2 separate regions of the Gasterosteus aculeatus genome follow, and region 2 is linked to region 1. The links are chromatin contacts, called in public Hi-C maps. All regions are on one chromosome and are shown on one strand. The core of a region is the stretch at or near the end of the contact, and the rest is flanking DNA. Distances in the headings are between cores, read along the strand shown.

Evidence for each region. Hi-C and Micro-C count contacts between places; a contact is called where the count stands out from the background.
Region 2: a Hi-C map of whole body shows a contact between it and region 1, with 2.8 times the contacts expected there. The contact joins the enhancer-like site here to the promoter of chd1 in region 1. A contact is called at or near these places in 3 of 6 Hi-C or Micro-C datasets (skeletal muscle and whole body).

The regions. Positions count from the first base shown.
Region 1 is chr14:15,312,356-15,315,444 of fGasAcu3.hap1.1, reverse strand. chd1 (chromodomain helicase DNA binding protein 1) reads right to left here and starts at 1,660. Exons shown (of 36, transcript XM_040197735.2): 1 at 1,485-1,660.
Region 2 is chr14:15,448,814-15,451,902 of fGasAcu3.hap1.1, reverse strand. It overlaps slc38a9 (solute carrier family 38 member 9), which reads left to right. Exons shown (of 16, transcript XM_040198051.2): 14 at 210-358; 15 at 1,001-1,090; 16 at 1,516-2,257. The coding sequence ends at 1,681. Among protein-coding and RNA genes, the nearest start is that of slc38a9, 13 kb to the left of the region's middle. Within about 2 kb of position 1,547, at least 1 of the 9 cell types and tissues checked has open chromatin away from gene starts, as enhancers often do.

The DNA.
Region 1 (3,089 bases), core at 411-2,910:
GAAGGGAAGTTAGTTATAAGGAAAGGCCACAACAGTGCCTTCATCAAAGCTGGCTAATGTCAGTAACACTGCAATATGCATGTGGAGGATCTGATTTTAGCAGTCTCCGTGGTTCATTTTTAAAATAAAGTTAAAACCAAAGGATGTGCGAATAGCAGCAGATTCCTGTACCATTAACAGTCATCGTTAGCTGTATTGGTTTCCCACACCGCAGAGGCCTATTCGGCCTGCGCGGCAGCAGCATGATTTCATTTCTACACGAAGCTCCATGGGCACTTCAAACACTCAATTTAAACACTAACCTTAGCCGAGGCCAGATATATCTAATTAAGCCAACCGTTCTGTCACCAATGGCTATAGTTTAGCATGTAGCTAATTAGCTACTACCGGCTAATGACGCAAATATTAGCTATTGGCGGGGTACGTTGGCAGAAATGTATTCAGCCACCAACGCGCCAGTTTTATCTCCAAACTCCAGAAGGAACGCAACTAACAGCAAACATGTCGACATTATTGTATTACTACCAGCAGTTTGATTCATTTCGGACACTTCATTGCTACATGTTTAACGTTATATAAAACTGTCCAGTAATTACTGTTTGCTAACATTAGCTCGATTATGTTTAGTATGTTTTAGCGTTTCACAATCATAACACTTGTAAAACACGAAAAGCAACAGTACGCGTTATAATTCCATAATATGCACCGCAAACATGGAAGTCAGCCTTGAAATGCAGTTTTGTACATTTTATTTAACGCTAACGTGGGCTCATTATACATAAAGTTAGAGGGATGATAGTCAAGCGTTTACTTAGGTTGCCAGGGAAAGTAGCGTTAGCTAACGTTATGAAGCACGAGGCTAGCACGGAAGCTAACAAAATGACAAAACTTTGCGCTAGTTCATTTTAGCAGCACGCCGCTGAAATGTTCCCTTTCCGGTTCTAGTTTAGCAGCAAACGATATATAACTGTGCAAATGTCTTTGCAAGTAGTGGGCCACGGTAGATAACTCAACTTATTTAGTATTCATTAGTAAACCCAAATTAGCTAACCTAACTTCACCCTCTTCCATCTTGTTTTCATTCGCCGCTCACTTCTCGCGGCTTTTACCACATCAACATGCAACGTTAGCCTACTCACTCATTGAACTAGGATATAAGTAACTCATCGCTGTATATTACCGGATGTTATTTACGGTTACCTGACAGACTCCAATGGATTGTTGTTGAAATCCTCCTTTGCGCTTCAGAGGTTCTTTCTTCTCTTATTTAATAGACAAGCTAGCAGCGGCGGTAGCTAACGCTACCTTACGCTAGCTAGCTATCCCCCAGTCAGGGAACTCAGCCCCGAACGATTCAGTTCGAAAGAACTGGTGCAGTGTTGTTGTTTTTCTCTCCTTCCAAAAACCGAATAATTTCCCCTTTCCGATGTATAGGTAAGCAAACTCTCCTGCCCACTGATCAACTGCGATTGTAGAAAACTTGCATTTCAATCCAGGGTCTTCCTAGATCCGGCCTCCGCCATGACGCCGTAGGGTTCACTTCACTAGGAAACCCCGGACAGTGACGTCACGATTGTGCGCCTCATTGCGATTCATCAGCAGCGAACATCTGGACAAGAAATACCTCTACAGGATAAATGGACAAAAAAACTCATTAATGTGTGTCTAAAAACGAAAATTGCTACTTAATGGCGGTGCATTTTAAACATGTTTAACATGGGGCAAGTGGATTAGAAGAAGAACAAACATGATTGATGGAGAAAGAATAATTGGCTATAAAATGTTGTAATAGTTTTGGGGAAGAATCTTGCCAATTGTCAGGGTTGTGAAGCACAAACAAAAACAAAGGACATTTAAAGGACACAGAAGTGCAACAAAAGTCATATGTTAAAGATGATCTGCATTTATCTACCTCAAACATTGATTCTAGAGAGGATCTCCCTACATTAGGTCTGAGCATAGGTGCTAATTAGAGACTGGAGGTGTATATATAATTCACAATATGATTTATTCTCAGTAGCTGGTGAGATTTGGATGAATGAAAGAAAGGCTGTTGTCTGTTGTTGTTATGGGAAGGAAGGCTCCGACATGCAAACTGTAGAGAAACTATGGAGTTGTTCGTTTAAACATAATGTGTAGGTTAACTTGGATTTAAAAGAAATTACTTAATCTCTTGGTTTCAGAAGCCAGAGGGAAGTGTTGGATTAGAATAGATTATAAAATGTCACTAGTTGGAGACCCGATGTAATTATACAGTTGGGTTTCTGTTGTCCTCTATCAAATAATAGGTTACGGTTATTAATGCATGCATAATAATATAAGACATATTCTTCCGTCATATAAGGTCCGTATCTATTTTGTAGGCCAAAATGCAGTTTTACAGTTACAATAGCCTGTTTAAAGTAATCATATAGCAAATAACTGATCGATTCCGATTCTGCTAATAGATTAGGGATTTGATGAAGATATGGTAGCCTTCGTGTTTTGAATTCCTTACATATAGCCTAGCAGTGCTCTGCTCTAAGCAGATAACATGGCATGCAGTAGCTAATAACATTCATTACAACTTGGACTAACCCCTTCAAAGACTTGGAATCTGCTTCACATACATATCACCAGCAGGTGCTGCTGCTGCAAAACAAGCAGTTGATTCTAACAAACAGAGAGAGCAGAGGGATATGGCACGAAAGTACAAGAAAGAAGAAGAAATCCAGGATAACTGAAAAGGCGCAGTTTGACTTAAGGCTGGCGCATGCTTCTAGCCTTTAGAAAATGGCAATTCCTCAGCTTCACCCCAGCTGAGAAATTGGCCCTTGTTTAAAACCAAAGAAGGCCTGTGATGGAAGGGATTCATGGTGGGACAGCTGCTGGCTACTGACTTTCCACCTGCAGAAACTGCCCTGGTATGGTACATTCTCCAGTACTGCAAACACAATCACCCATGTATACGGAATATGTGGACTGTCTTGTGGAAATCCTCTTTGATTTACTCACACTTTTGATGTTAATGAAGCTTGATCTTTAGTATGAAGTTATTTCCCCATTTTTATTTTACATTTGGTAATATTACAGTTACAGGAAACACTACA
Region 2 (3,089 bases), core at 298-2,797, 140 kb before region 1:
AGCTAGGCAAGGGGCGAATAAAAGAAAACAGCACAACAAAGAGCAAGCAGAGACTAAGCGTAAGACCCTGATATAAGTATCGCAGACCACAGAACCTCCAGCATATGAATCATAAATGCCCCTTACCCTTGACGTTTAGAACAATTGATTGTACCGGGACTTAAGTTTCCGTACAGGCTCTTCAAACACTGCTTTTTTCTCTCCTACAGAATTTCCTAGATAACTTCCCCAGCAGTGATGTGACTGTGTTTGTGGCTCGGACTTTCCTGTTGTTCCAGATGGTCACAGTCTACCCCCTGCTGGGATACTTGGTGCGGGTCCAGGTGATGGGCCAGATCTTTGGCAACCATTACCCAAGGTAGCATTGAAGGATATTATCATTAAAGATTTATATCAAACTTGCTAGACGGAAATAACAAAATCCTATAAAAGTGGTTTCCATAAACCTGTAGTTTGTCGGCATTATGCGGATTATAGATTTTTTTTTTTTTCCAATAACTGAAACCTGTAAGGAGAAAAGGCACAAACTAATGTGGCTAATGATGGTAGCAGGAGGGAAGACCAGGGTCTAGATACACCCATGGAAATCTGTGAGAAGATAAAGCACAGGGAAGAAGCTGACTTAGGATACACCAACTCTCATTGAAGCACATCACTAAGAAATCCCCCAGCAGTCTTGGGCCTCAAGCAGCTTATCTGAGGGCTGGTCCAGGCGAACCTGAGCCAGCCCTAACTATAAGCGATATCAAAGAGGAAGGTTTTAAGCTTTATCTTAAATGAGATTACCAAATCTCCCCCCCCCCCCCCTCCCGTACTGAAAGTGAAAGCTGGTTCCATTAAAGAGGAGATTCATAATATCGAGTAAAGACGTGCTAACTTGAAAAACTATATAAGTGTTATCAAAGGGGAACGTCTTTATCTTAAATGAGGGGAACTTGCGCACCGTTCTTTTGTGTGGATTCAATCTTTCAGCATATCAGATTTTCATTTTTTCTCCTAGTTTCTTCCACATTCTGGCACTGAACATAATAATTGTTGGTGCTGGTGTCCTGATGGCCAGGTTTTATCCCAATATTGGATCCATCATACGGTATGTTTGACCTTGTTTCCCTATTCACGTACACTGTGTGATGGCTAATAATTAATCAAAACAATAATTAAAAGAGTGTTGACCATTAAAAGTATGAATTAACTTAACTACAGTTAATAATAATAATAATAATAATAATAACTTTTTTTTTCTCAGATCTAACACAGTATGCAAACATTATGCAATGCGTTTGATTAGTCATGTACAACCATTCAAGGCAACTAATGATGGCAAAGAAATTCAATGTTGTTCATCGGGGGGCTGTGGCTCTACAGGTAGACTCTACTAATTAGTTTAGTGGAGATTGTCCCTATATCCTCAAATGGGGCCCTGACAGAAGGAGTTAAACAAACAAACGAGAAAGTTAACTTGTTGTGACACTACTAAAAGCTCTGTACTGATGTCAACTCTGTCTCCCTGTGCAGGTTCTCTGGAGCTACATGTGGCTTGGCTTTGGTGTTTATCTTCCCTGCCTTAGTCCACATGATCTCGCGGAGCAGGCAGGGGCTTCTCCGCTGGCCCTCAGTCCTCTTCCACAGTTTCCTGATTGTTCTGGGCATCGCTAACCTGCTGGCTCAGTTCTTTATTTAAAGAAGTCAGACACAAACACTGAGATCTCAGAAGTGACAAACAGAATGTAGACATTGTTCACATCAATGAATCTGAAAGACAGACAGATCTTCAACCGAACGATCATGTTGGATGTGGAAATAAGGATTGGGTTATTGACAAGTTTATCATATCCGCTTTAAAGGTGATGCCATTGCAGGTTTAAATGCTTTACACATGGTTTACAACTGGATTTCAGGATCACATAGTTGAGTTATCCTTTGATTACGATAACCGTTAATGTTACTGTTTTTTGCATGATAGCTATTTTCCAGATAATGGGTTTAATGTGTTTATATTTAAGTACGGATAGGATAAACAAAGGGAATATCTGCATTTAAATACACAATGAGGGAAACAATATAAAGATTGCAAATCTAAACATAAGCAATGACAAGAAAAATAGGAAGGGAAGGTCTGAATGTCCTTCTGAGTGGGGAAAATGTTGCTCTTGGCCAACATGTGGATTGAAGCAGAAAGCTTTGTTGCACAAACATACCTGATTTAATAAATTATTTCATCTACTTTTCATAAATAAATGTTGACTTTTGGATTTGACAGTGCTTTGGAGTTTTCAGAGATGTTTGGATGTTTTGGAGATGTGGCAAGAAATCTTACGGCGCTACACTGGATTTCTACAAAAAATAATGTAATAATATAGCCTCATCTTTATCTTGACAGTACATAAATAGCGGATTTAATTCAAATGTATATTCTTAAAAATAACAGAACTGTATATCATTCAAATGTGGAATTTTTTTATTTGAACCGTTTATTGTCAACCGTACCAATGAAACTTTGCGATATACAGTAAAAAGGTTTTGGGCGAACATCTCGGCCATTGACAAGAGAAGAGGGGTCTCTGCTCTTTTTAAGTTCTATGGACAACACCGTACATTGTGATTGTGGTAGAGAAGCCTGCATGTAGAGCCCCTCTACATCTGAGCCTGAAGGGCAAAAGTTCTAACCTACTTTCCTCTATGGTAATTGGATTTAGTGTGAATAATGACGGAAGAGAGAATCTGCCTGCATGCAACTGGAAGAAGGTGTGTGTTTGCGCAAATGTAGTGAGTGGAGATGGAGAGCAAATGGGAGAACACTAGATGGTGCCAAAGATCCATCAGAGACAAATTTATCTGTATGTATCAGTACTATCCTTTACTCAGGCTGTCTGGATGTGTTAACAATTCCAAAATAAAATCTACAGGACAGTATTCTGAAAACCCCAAATAATGCATGTTCTTGGTTCAGAACAGTTTAGCAGACATAATATATATATATATATTTATATATATATATATATTATATATAAATCATAAATATATATGTCATATTTTTGCAAGTTCAAAATCACAATTTCTCAAAGTTTGAAATGCAATAAAAGATTTAT